2 separate regions of the Zea mays genome follow, and region 2 is linked to region 1. Evidence: chromatin contacts called from public Hi-C data. All regions are on one chromosome and are shown on one strand. The core of a region is the stretch at or near the end of the contact, and the rest is flanking DNA. Distances in the headings are between cores, read along the strand shown. Region 1 holds the start of LOC100283193 (phosphatidylserine synthase 2). Region 2 holds the start of LOC100277913.

The links. Hi-C and Micro-C count contacts between places; a contact is called where the count stands out from the background.
Region 2: a contact with region 1 is called in a Hi-C map of leaf, with 2.9 times the contacts expected there. The contact joins the promoter of LOC100277913 here to the promoter of LOC100283193 in region 1. A contact is called at or near these places in 2 of 25 Hi-C or Micro-C datasets (both in leaf).

Annotation. Positions count from the first base shown.
Region 1 is chr6:174,631,997-174,638,721 of Zm-B73-REFERENCE-NAM-5.0, forward strand. It overlaps LOC100283193 (phosphatidylserine synthase 2), which reads left to right and starts at 2,845. Exons shown (of 13, transcript NM_001156095.1): 1 at 2,845-3,176; 2 at 3,394-3,632; 3 at 4,451-4,516; 4 at 4,760-4,819; 5 at 5,306-5,396; 6 at 5,493-5,547; 7 at 5,638-5,717; 8 at 5,823-5,939; 9 at 6,038-6,122; 10 at 6,481-6,572. The coding sequence starts at 3,487.
Region 2 is chr6:174,939,381-174,946,105 of Zm-B73-REFERENCE-NAM-5.0, forward strand. It overlaps LOC100277913, which reads left to right and starts at 2,556. Exons shown (of 15, transcript NM_001366016.1): 1 at 2,556-2,817; 2 at 2,942-3,019; 3 at 3,104-3,153; 4 at 3,319-3,372; 5 at 3,489-3,541; 6 at 3,765-3,837; 7 at 3,935-3,996; 8 at 4,119-4,187; 9 at 4,377-4,485; 10 at 5,564-5,631. The coding sequence starts at 2,593.

The DNA of each region.
Region 1 (6,725 bases), core at 1,595-4,094:
AAACTAAATTAATAGTAACTAACCACTAACTACTAACTAACCACTAACTAAACACTAAGACAATACACCACTAACCATTACTACTGACTAACCACTAACTAACAATTAGCTAATAACTATCCAGACGGTTGGGACGGGACGGGACGGCGCCTGGCGGCGCGGCTGGATGGGCGGGCGGTGAGGCCGGACAGGCGGCAGGGCGGTCGGCGCTAGGACCACTGGACGGTGGCCCTTGGCAGCGCGACGCTTGGGAGCTGCCGACGGCGGGGTGGCAGGGCGGGCGGAGCTTGCGGCAGGCGGGGTGGCTGGAGCTTGGGGTCGGCGACGCGTGGGGGCTTGGGGCGCGACGGCGGAGTCGGTCGCTGGGAGAGAAACGGATGGGATAGAGCAGCGGGAGAGAGAAAGAGGCTAATATTTTACTTCTGAGCTTGGCGCCAAGATCTATAGCGTCGAGCTCGGGGCCATGTCGACAACATGTCAGCGCTTGCTGGCCAATTTGGCACACCGCTCGGCGTCATGTGACATGGCGCCGAGGAAAGAGTCTAAATCTGCCATTAAGTCGTCCAAGATTTAAACGAGAATATTTTTCATAAATTGGGCTGAAATATAAAAAAAATCGGTCGCAGACGCAGTGTTATCTTCCGTTAACCAGAACCAGAACTAGAACCACAGCTTTACTGACAAGTGTAAACCCCGTCGTTGTTTGCTGTTACCACCAGCAAGCAAACAGGCGGGCCGCAGACAAGAAGACTGGAGGACGGGGAGCACTCGGCGGCACGCCGGCACGGCATCCTGTTAGGTGAGGTGACGCAGTCACCAACTGTCTGCTGGGCCGGTCGGTCGATTTGGCACGGCCGGCAGGACCCGGACCCGGGCCCGGGCGCGCACGCCCCCACTCCCGTGCGGGCCTTGTCCGCTTGGCGCTTGCGGCCACGCGCGCCTCTCCGCCTGGCACCCCGGGCCCTCGCGCGAGCTCCAGGCCGGCACGCCGAGTAGGACTGGGCACTCGGTTAACCGAAATTTTTCGGTTCGGTTTTTCGGTTTTTTTTAAAGTTCGGTTTTTGAAAAATGCCAACCGAAATTATCTTTAGAAAAGGAAAAACCGGACCTCCGGTTAACCGTATAGTTCGGTTCGGTTTTCGGTTTAACCGAAAAAACCGAACTAGGCTGTGCTGTGTTTCAGACTTTCAGTACCCTGTCCGCCGGCTAGCTGGCTGTGTAGTCCGAAAAAAACAAATAGCTATGTGCTGCATAGTACACGCCTACACGGCTTCCGTCCCAGCACTCGGACGACTCCAAAGCCTGATCGCCTGCTATTGCTAATTTGCTATGCCAGTGCTATTGCTACTGACCGATTGCCAGTGCTGCATGCCTACATAGAATAATACAAGGAATTCTGAATTGCTATTCTGCATGCCGACGGGATTGAGCAAGGGTGCCTGCACCTGGGCCCAGGCAGCGTGAGGGGCTGAGAGCCGGAGAAGGCCCAAGACAGCAAGCCGCGTTTCTGAAGACTTGGGCTGAAATGGGATTATAGGCTGATGGGCTAACAGTTCGGTTTTTCGGTTTAAACCGAACTAAAAACCGAAAACCGAACTAAATTTCGGTTTCTGAAGAATGGTAACCGAAAAATATAACGGTTTGATCGGTTCCGGTTTTTTCGGTTTCGGTTCCGGTTTTTTCGGTTTCGGTGTTCGGTTTTCGGTTTTTATGCCCATGCCTAACGCCGAGCTGCCGAAACGAGAGGTGAGGAACTCTGGCGGACGGGCAGAGTGCCGGAGTGTCTCGGTTCGGTGATGCGGGCGTGGGGTTGACTGCGGCGGGGCCACGATCGCGCGAGCTGCGCATCGTACGCCACGCCAGCCACCGTGCGAGCTGCGTCGTTTTGTCGCCTGCCCAGTGCCCACGCGCGTACGTACGAACCGGAAGCTCGCGTCTCCGTCCCGCCGTGCGCCGCCGTATCGACCGACCCCTCCCTCGCTGATCCGCTCTGCTCCTTCTACTACTGCTCTGCTTCTCAAGTGTACCCCAACATGCACAGGTCAGTACGTGTCCTGTTGTTGTCCTTTTAGTTTTAACGTAACGAGTAAACAGTGACCTCAACACCCTGGTTTGGTTTACCTGCAGCTTAGTGATGTGGATGGCTAATGACTAATGGCTATTGTATATTGTACACACACATTCTATTTATTAACATTACAATATAGTTACATATGTGTTATCTCCTAAAGAAAAATCTTAGATACGTCTCTACATGTCTGTTTGTGTTATATAAAGAAGATATATTGCAAATATGTACATATATTAATGATTTAAAAACAAAAAAAATATAATCATATTTGAATAAAATATTTTATTTAAGCAAGTTCTATCTATATGATATATATAAATTGTAGCAATGTGCTGGCACTAACTAATACCCCTTCATTAGTCAGCCAGCTGCTCTGCCGTCGTAGCTACAAAAATATGTGAATCGCAAGCCACTTGGGTGCACCGCACCGCACTGCACACAAATACAAGAAAACAAAAGTAGTTGGCCTCGACGATAATTAGTAGTACCCCTACCCCGCCCCTACCGCTCGCTACCGGGATGCCAGCGCCAGCCCGGCCAGGTAGCCGGGACCCTGCCAGAGCGTCCGGGGTACACACATGGGGGCACCGCCACCGAGCAACCGGGACGGAGCTCTTCCCTGATCCCTCTCCTTGCCTTTGCATCCGCGCTGCGTGCCGCTGGTTCCCGAGCGCAAGCGGCAGCGGCGGGCAGAGCCCAGTCCGCCCGGGACGCGTCGCGTCTACGTGGGCACGCGGTCAGACGTGCAGTGCAGAGACCACGAAACGGATCCCCTCGAGTCGAGCGAACCGAAGCCGAACATACCCACCCATCGTCTCGTCTCGTCGCTCGTGGGCGTGGCGCTCTCTCCCCCCACCTCCTCTTTTAAGACGACGCCATCGCCAGCCGGCCCTCCCTCGCCGTCCGGCGCCGTCCTCCTTCCCTCTCATCACAGTTTCCACCTCGCGAGGGGCTCGCGCGCGTGCCCATCCCGGCCGATCGACTCACGAATTCGCGCGCGATCATATTCGTGCAAGGGCATCCCCGCACGGGCACGGCCGGAAGCACGGAATCACTTCCCCGGCCGCCCCCAATTCCCGGGCTCCTCGGCGCCGATCCCTCGCCGGTACGTCGCGCATGTGCCTTTGCATGTAGGAACAGGAGAACCGTCCTGCGTCTGTCGCCTTCTCTCTTCCACATCTCCCTTTTATCGTCGTCCCACAGGTGCAACGGGCGATCCATGCTCGCCCCGTTTCGTTTGTTTTTGACTTGGCTTCGGTGCTGCCGCGGCGCGGCCGGCTAATTCGGCGGTTTGCATACCGCCCCTCTGCTCTGCCTGACAGGTGTTCGCTTTCCGGCGGTTTCCGCTGCGTGTCGCGGGCAGGCGCAAGCGGCTTGGCTCGGCTCGGCTCGGTTGTTTCCTCCTCGTGCCATCCATGGAGGCGAAGCAGCGCCCGCGGCACGGCGGGGAGAGGAGGCCGCCGCCGGCGACGGACGGCGGCGAGGAGTACGACCCGTGGACGGCGTGGCTCTACAAGCCGCGCACCATCTCGGTGCTCCTCGTCGGCGCCTGCCTTCTCATGTAAGCAAGCGCCCTCGAATTCTCCTCCTCCTCCTCTTGCTGGCGCCCGCCAGCACAGGGAGAGGGAGAGCCTTGTCTGGTTTCGCCTTTTGCTACCGTGTTCATACGACTCCGTTGACTGGAGGCTGCAATTTTTACGGCTGCGAAAAGGGCTGTCTGTGCCTGGCCAAGTACAAGAGCTGCAGGGATACCACCAGGTCCTGTCGACAGTGTCAGAGCTGAGACGCGGCCATGGCCATGCACTCTTGTTGTTTTCTATTCTATGTTTTTCCCTGAAAATATAGTTTTCGAGTTGGAATTTAATGGATATGTGCGAAATCATTGAGCTACCGAATCATTGGAGTATGATTGATGGATTCGTGGAGAGCCACAGCCCTGGTCAAGTATCTCAAGCCAAATTGTTCTGAATTTTCATGAAAACGAATTTGTCTGAAATTCGCTCCAAGAACAACCGTACGTATTATTTTCCTTGGACACTCAAGTGAGAGTGAAATGAGTTTATTTTCAGCTCATTAAGCTAAGATAAACAAGCACGTGACAAAGATTTTTTTTTACCACCATGCTTCTTGCGAGGAAGATAGGTACCAATTACGGTTGGACTAATCCAAGGTACAACCATTACCCCAGTCCAAAGTTATCCCAGACCCAGAGATGTGCCTCACCCTCACGGGAGTCGGGACACTGAACTCATTACCAACTTGTAGGCTGCCCAGCGGTGGATACCATGCCAACCGTACTGTCAAGATGTGGGCCGTTTCCTTTGCGATTTCTCGTGGCCATCTCATCTGACCTCACATTCAATTGTTCTTCCCTTTCAGCTGGGCAAGTGGAGCACTTGATCCTGAAGGTACTGCCGCTCACAGTAGCGTGACATCAATCAAGAGGTATGTCTGCATCATCTCAGGATTTAATTATGACCTTGTTTAGGCGGCACTGAACTTTCAAAATTAGAAAGAAAGAAAATAAGAAACAGGCCACTTTTCATGTGTTTCAAACGGAAAAGATAACCAGGCCACTATTCCGTTCAATGCTGCCTTTTGGACTCGAGCTGTTTTACCTTCATAGCATTGCGAAATGATTGGAGTGAGTGAGCGATGCTGACTCTTCTTCTTACCGAAACTTTCCAGGGGTGTCTGGGCTATGATTGCAGTCTTCCTTGCCTACTGCACGCTTCAGGCACCTTCAACGTGAGCAAATTTTCTTCTTTTTGTCCCTAGTAGATAGCCTCTCATGGTTGTCTGCTTGTATTTTTCTTCTATATCAATAAAAACATGCATTGTCAGTTACCATTCTTTTTTTTAAAAAAAATGCAACTCAAACATTGGAGCTGTATCACTGCAGTGCTTCTTGCTTCTCAATTGGTGCTGAAGCAACAGTAGTTTTGTGCTATTTTCAAGTAGCAATTGACAGATGTCCCTAGGGACACGGTGCCAATGACATCTTAACTATATGTCTGTACTTGCTGCAAGATTCTGCTCCTTATCTTCCTGTCTTCGCAACGTTGCATCACCAATTGTTCATTCTATAGCCATTTTCTGCTCCCATAAATTGTAATACTGCTTTACCAATCTATAGCCATTTTCAGCTCCCATAAATCTACTGTACTACGTATAGGGCAATATGCTGATGTTTTTGGACGATACTGATTCAGTGCCTGGGCAACTTTATCACAGGATACTTATTAGGCCCCATCCTGCTGTCTGGCGCCTGGTACATGGACTGGCTGTCGTTTACCTCGTTGCTCTTACCTTTCTTCTTTTCCAGGTTAGCGCCACATGTGGGTTTCAGTTGGATACTATTCTGTTATCATTTTTGGCCTTTAGTTCAAATGTTGGTTCTTATCTGTTGCTCATTTATCAGAACCGTGACGATGCTCGCCAGTTCATGAAACACCTTCACCCAGATCTTGGAGTTGGTAAAATTTCTGTGTTGCATATTTTCACTAGAAATGTAATTTTTTTTTAAAAAATGGTGGTGGTAGTAAACTTTTATCTTCCCAATGCAGAATTGCCGGAGAGATCTTATGGAGCAGATTGCCGCTTGTATGTTCCAGAAAACCCTAAAAACAAGTTCATAAATATTTATGTATGATTTTCTGTATGAACCTTCCTATTCTGTGAAGATGCACATGCTCTGCTTTTCATCGTTGCTATTACTCTATTAATACTGGACTATCTGATCTATGTATAGGAGACATTGTTTGATGAATTTGTTGTTGCCCATATCCTTGGGTGGTGGGGCAAAGCTGTAATGATACGAAATCAACTTCTACTTTGGGTCTTGTCGATTGGCTTTGAGCTAATGGAGGTTAGATCTGGGCGCACTATTCGAAAGAACTTCAAAGATATCTTTTCATTCCTGTCATCTTTTTGATAAGGAAGTATTTTTACTATGACATTTTGCAGCTAACGTTCAGACATATGCTGCCAAACTTTAATGAGTGCTGGTGGGATAGCATTATCTTGGACATATTGATCTGCAATTGGTTTGGTGAGATATTTGAAGATAATTAATGTTCATGTCTCGTACATTCAGTAACCTTGCTTACATTAATGTAATCTGCAATAAGTTAGAATTAAGCAGCCGCAATGTTCTCTGCATGCTTGATTTTATACAGTTTCTTTGCATCAGATCCTATCAATTATATCTACAAGTCAGAAAGGAAAATAAAAATTAATACATCTTTGGTATACCTCTGACATCACATTGTTTGACTATAATATTTAATGTTATGCCACTTGTTGAATACTCATGGCCCTGGGAATCCAAGAACAATTGCTGGCATTTGTGACATTATTTGGTAATGATAGTTCCATGGTTTCTACTGAAACTTATATTTTTGATCCAGGTATTTGGGCAGGAATGCACACAGTCCGTCACTTTGATGGCAAAACTTATGAATGGGTTGGACTGAGCCGCCAACGAAGTATCATGGGTAAGGTATGTTCACTGACAATACATTAGCAGACGCATTTTTTCTCCATTTCATGGCTTGTTACTCTTGTCATAATTTTATCGCTACATAGATATGACCTTCGTTCCTAAAATAGCCGTTCTTTTAGAATGCATCGAATATTAAACTTCCAAAATTTT
Region 2 (6,725 bases), core at 1,306-3,805, 310 kb after region 1:
CCGTCCCCGGGTGGTACCGCCAGTTGAAGTTGTTGCCGACTCAGTTCGGGTGGCCTGGCTTTGAGTCGGGAAGCCATGATCTCGGTCATACTCCTCCCGACGGCGAATTTCGTTCTCATGCCGCCGTTCGCGCGAAGCGTTGATAGAGCTTCGCGCGTCTCGGCGACTGTTGATGGCGTGTCGCAAATCGTTCGGCGGGTGAGCGAGCGGTAGAAGATGGTTGGCCGCCTGAGTGAACAGGCGTCGGTATCCCTCGGCGTCGGGAGTCCGAGGAGTCCGTCAGCTATCCGAGCTAGAACGCCTCCGACTTCGCTCGGCGTGTTCATAGCTCGGGCGAAGTCGGGGTTCAGGTTGCGCCCGAAGAGCGGATTCTCGCGTCGTTGCCTTGCATCTTGCTCGGCTTGCTCCTGAGTCCGCCGGCGATCACGTCGTCGGGAGTTCCTTCGTTCCCTGAAGACGCGTTCTTCCGGAGTTTCTCCTATCTCCGAGACCTCGTCTCGCGAGACAGGCTGCTCCGGATCCCGTTCTCCGGCTGCGTGATGTCGTCGAACGTTCCTGCGTCGGTTCCTTCGTCGGCGGGATTCTCGCTGAGGTGGTTCTTCTCCAGGCACGGTCGGTTCATCGTCAGAGACGACGGGCGACTCTGCTCTCCCGATGAAGAGGACGTCGGGGTAGAACGGTACTGCTGTCGTGGCGACTTTCTTTCCGTTCTCCTTTGAGGCCGGAGGAACGGGAAGAACGACTTGCCTCTCCCTGGTCTCCTTCTTTCTCGCGATCCGTGTCCATTCTTTCGTCGGGGAAGTAGACAACAGAGTCTTCCGGGTCAGCAAGCTTCTAGCTCCAGCCTCCCCGGAGACGATCTTTTTCCGAAGAGCCGGAGGTAGCGTCTTTCCAGCATTTTCGGAGTTTGTTGGAGGAAACTTCTTTTCCGGCAGATCCGCGATGCGGTGTAGAATTCCCTCTTCGTCCGCTACAGATGAGATTGTCCCGAAGCAGAATACAGATCCGGGACGCACGGTGATCTTGCTGCGGAAGGTGACGGCCATTGAGCTAGCTTGGATCGTCGACACACCCCCTACCTGGCGCGCCAGCTGTCGGTGTTTTGGGTCCGACCGCACACCCGGGGTTGCCCCTCAAGGTGTTTTTAGGAGTAGGACGGTGTCAACGACTGTAGCAAAATGGTTCATGCCGATCGCACGAGGGACGATGGACAAGATTTGCAGGTTCGGGTCGCTTAGAAGTGCGTAACACCCTACGTCCTGGTGAGTATATGAGCGTGGTTACAAGAGGACTCTCTGGATAGAGGGCGCAGAGAGTTTACGTGGGTGGCTAAGTAAAATAGGGTCGATCGTTCTGAAGGGGTGCCCCCTGGGCCTTATATATTCGACCGTGGGGCAGTACATGTGGATATGATAACAACAAGTAGCTAAAAGATGGTGAACCTCCTGAGTTTATCCCTACGTAACCCTCGCCGACTTATCCTCGCATGGCTCCGTTGCATGGGGGCTTCAGCGCAGGAAAGTCGGGTCTCTGTTGCGATTTATTCGTTCGCCGTTGTGGGCCGTCCGGGTTTGCACCAATCCGGTCTCACGTCTTCTCTTCTTTGTTGGTTGTCTTTCCCCAGGCCCACGAAAGAATGACCTTACGAATTATTGGGCCCTTGGGCCTTTCGTGAGGTCTTTTATATCTTTAGTGGACCCAGGGGATATCTATCCCCCACACTTACTATATCCATGCATCAATCAAATTATTTAATAAATTAAATTGACCAATCAGATAGTTCTCTGTCTCGAGCATAGAGCCAAGACACATTTTCTTCGTTAAAATACGTGTTTTGAGACTTTTTACATTTACCACTTAAACACACTCGAAAATTTTTTATATTACCCCTTAAACACACTCGAAGACAACTAAAGACACCCATGGTAAATGTTCTTATGTTGCAGCCTAAAAATTAGTTTGCAACCAGCACAAATAAAAAGTTTTAATAAGTACTCCTTGCGTTCTAAAATATAAGTCTTTCCAAGATTCTTTGAGAGTCAAAGTTTTTAAGGTTTGATCAAAAGTATAGAGAGAATCATAAAAGATTCATGACATGTGATAAATATAGTATGAAAATATATTTAATAGAGAATCTAATGGTATACATTTGATATCGTAAATGCTATTACTTTATTATATAAATTTAGTTAAACTTAAAAAAACTTTGACTCCGCAAAAATCTTAGAATGATTTATATTTTTGAACGGAATGAGAATAAAAGAGTTAGCACTACAGATTAGGTAGGTTACATCATATGCACATTGTTTGTCACTAGAGCGAAACAGGCCAGCGCCGTGCGGGCTGCCTAGCTGGGGCCTGGGGCTCTATCTCTCTCTCATTTCACGTCACTGCGCCACACGGACGGTCGAGCGCCAAGTCTCCATCACTGCGTCAGCAGGTCACCGGGGCAGCGTTCGCGTGACGTGACGGCACAAACTCTTCATCTCCATCTATCTGCGCCAGGTGCCGCCAAAACGAGGTCGGCACCCACAGGCCACAACCCAACCCAACCCAACCCAACTGAATCCAACGGGACACGAGAGCGACGTCATGGTGCTGGAGGTGGGCACCGCCGTGGGAATACGAACCACCTCCACTTGGGCTGCAGGTCCAGCCGCCCGGCGCAGATCACGGGGCCAGGTCGTCTCCTTCGCCCTCGCTCCCGCGTCGTCCCGCCGGGTCCGGCACCGTTGCCGCGCGATGCAACAGCACGAGGAGGAGCAGGAGCGGCCGCCGACCGTCCGCGCGGTCACCATCCCCTTCGCCGACCTCAGGGTAATCTTCCCCGGTGTTGAGTGTTGCCGTCTCGGGAGGGAGGGAATGTGTGTGTGTGTGTGTGTCACTTCTCATGATTCTGATCACGTGCCGTTCGGCGGCGGCGGCGGGTGGGCGTGCGCAGGTGCCGGACAGGGACCTTGGCGACAAGATCGAGGAAGGTCTGGGTCCCCATGGGCTCGGCATCGTCACCATTGCCGATGTGAGTAGCAACCGTGGTGGAACTGATTGCATCGTGATTTCGAGCCATGGGTTCCTTAAACTGTCTTGATCCTGGTCCACGCAGGTACCTGAGTTTCCAGAGCTAAGAAAAAGGCTGCTGCGCTTGGCACCCAGGCATGTCGTTTATGCTCATAACATATTAACATGTTATATATGCCCCCCTCATTCCTCCTGTACTGGGTGGTTTATTCTGCTCCTGAGTCAAGAGTTGTTTGTTTACTGATGATGATTGATGAAAGGTTCCTGTTCTTCGTTCTTGCTTGCTTGCTTATTTGTCAGGATTGCAAACCTTCCTGAAGAGGTGAAGAAACAGCTTGAAGATCCAGATAGCAGGTCGTGCTGTTTGTCAACGATTTCGTTATGATCGCACCCACCTGAAAACTCCTGCTTGTGACTAGGGTATCGATTGCTAGCAGCTAGATTATATTATATGCACTTGTCATCTGCAGATATAACTTTGGGTGGAGTCATGGGAAGGAGAAACTCGAGTCCGGGAAACTTGGTATGACACTGGTCCATTCCGTGAGTTATCATGTAGTATCCTGTTGTATGTGTGGGGTAGGAGTACTATTCATCCTTGAAACCTGCTGCGGTGCTGCCAAGAAAGCAAGTTTTTGGACAGGATCTCATTCCTACCATGAGGCTATCTGTTGAGCTCTGCTCGGCTCCCATGACTATTGTGCATGAACTTCTTTCCTAAGATAAACTCTGATTACTGCATGCAGACACATTTAAAGGTTCCTTTTATGCGAACCCTGTTTTGGATGTCCCTACTACTGATGATGTGCTTGTAAGTAGGTAAAGTGTTTCTAGCATGGAACTGTCGTCTCGATTTCCATCATGGTCCAATACCATGATCTAACATTTTAAACATCTGATGATGTTTAACCTGCAGGTATCCATCATATTGCCGACCAAATATATGGCCAAACGATAATCTTCCTGAGCTTGAGATAGGTATGACTGAATGCATTCGATAAGCCATCAATGTGACTTCAATCTGTTTTTTTCCTTTGCATTTTCACATTCATACCTGGAAACTAGACTATGTTTACAGATTTCTTTTCCCTTTTTTGTAGCATTTAAAGATCTTGGGAAGCTGATGATGGAAGTTGGTTTGATGTTGGCTCATCATTGTGATCGCTATGGTATGTGTTGCAGAACCATAAGGTCCATTACTATAACTCGGTGTGATTTCCGGAAAATTAACTCATGAGGCTTAAGCAGAGCATGATCTCTATGCTTGATGCTCCATTCAGAATAGTCTTTCTTTTTTCTTTCATCATGATATTCTGTTTATCAATTAGTTAAATGGATCAACCTTTGCTGCTTTTCAGTAATGAGGCAAGGAGTAGGGTCATATGATGGTGACAGTCTTGAGCAGACAATTGCTCGTTCAAGGTGTCACAAGGGTCGTCTGTTGTACTATTTCCCACGACAGTTTAGGTGAACTTTATAATCATATATGCAGGCCTGGATTAATAAGCATGCATGAATGCATTTTTTAAGGTGATAATACATCATTCAAGTGTGTTGTAGTTAGAGTGTACAAAATTATGTTCAGCATAGTTCTTTTTTTTGTTGAACACGCAGAAGAGACGTGCGTGGATACTTCACAAAACTCACGTACCTGTGTCAGATACCGTATCGGATACCGATACTTCGTGGATACTCCCGGATACGTATCTGATACGTATCGAATATTTTTGCGATTTTAAATAAATAAAAAAACCAGGATACTCCTAGGGTACCTTCCTGATACCTATGGGATACTTACCTTCGTATACAACCGTTCGGCACATTCATGCTCCTATAACGAGCAGTCAAAGGCCCAAAGACGCCTCGGTGCTTCCACTCGCCCGCCGCCACCAACTGAACTATGCCGCCAGCTGTCGGTCGCCGATTTGGGCCACCATGCGACAATTTGTGAGTTTGTAGCCGCCGCCGCGGACTGTGGGGTGTGGGTGTGGCCGCCGTTGGCGACCCGTGTCGTGGTGACACCCACCGATCTACAAATCGATGTTGGTGTGTGTCGTAGTCATCTGTTTACCCTTGCCACAAACCGACCTGCAGGTCCATGTTCTTCCCTCCTTGGTTCTCAAACTCCTTGCTTCTCTGACTTGATGGAGTATTATCATATTATGGTCTGTTAGAACTTAGAACCTAAAGAATAAAGTTCCTAGGTCTGATAGCTTGATGGCCTGAACTTTATTATCTATGCACTGGTTGTGAACTTGTGTGGTCCACTATTCCAGGATTTAGTTTTTTTATAATATATACTTGTGTATCGCCGTATCGGTGTTTTTCGAGAAATAGCGTATCAGGGTATCGCCGTATCACGAATCTGTATTCGTATCGCCGTATCAGGGTAACATGGGAGACGTGTATCATTATATTAAAGACAAGAGGGAAAAGGTCCCCCCTTGCAACTTCATTTTTTTAATGAATCATAATATTAATGATGTATTTTAGATGCAGGGTTTTCAGTTAGTTTGGGAATTGATGTATTTGTCTCTTATGGCAGCAAGCAGACAGACTTCGACTCGGTTTCATCATGGTGTGGATGGCACACTGATCATGGATCTCTAACAGGTGACCCATTTTACCACTATGGTGTTTTTTGGAAGGAAGATTTCATTTCCTTCTAAGATCAGTACATCGAGTTGATACACGGCCTTGAAACAACCTCACAACCTCTGCCTAAGGGCTACTTTGGGAACCTCAAATCCCCTTCGGGATTGGAGGGGATTGAGGTGGAAATGAACTAATTTCCCCTCCAATCCCCTTTAATTCCGAAGGGGATTTGAGTTTCCAAACTAGCCCAGTGATAGACACATAGGTTAAGTTTAAAAGTATTTTGAGCATGCTCTAGTGACATTCAATCGTAATAATAGATCGCCGCCAATATGCCCGGATAATGATATCCTTCGCCACCTGCTCCAATTGTTGCAATGCCGTTGCAACCGTATCCCAGAACTCCGGCTGTTGAAGGATTATAGCTCACGAATGGAGCCTGTGAGAAATTGCATAGATAACCTGCAATGGAGAGTATTCTTTTTCTTCTAAAAAATAATATCATTCGTGCGCAACCCTGATAGACCAACATGTCACTGCTGCCCCAAGTAGTACTAGTGATCTCAATTGTTTTGCCACTCCATTTAACTAGCCTCCAACTCCAAACATATGTGCAACTTGAGAAAGGTCCATATATATATCTGTCATGGGCATCATAGGGAGTGAGAGGCAACAACCAGGCTGGGATAAGGTTAGAGAATAAGATTGAGATGAGCTGGGATAAGACTAGAGAATAATATTGAGATGAGAGAATTGTGGAGAGTTGGTTAGCATCAGATAAGTCCAAGAAAGTAGGAGTTAGTTGAGAGTTTGTAGGAGTAGTTGGTTAGCCATAGGGCTATTTATAAGCCGCATGGCAGCAGGGAATAAATCAAGCAAAGATCATTATCAAACCAATCTCTCTCTCTTGCAATGACCCTCTCAAGCGCCTAGGGCTGCTACCCTAGAACCAAGCCTGCGGCAGAGGGGTATAACCTCGCCGGAGAAGACAGCTATCCCCATGGACCGAAGGTCCATGACACCTGGTATCAGCTCCAGGTTATCCTCACCACCACCAACCGCCCATTCCTCACCACCACCAGCCGCCGCGCCATCTGCCACCACAACGCCCT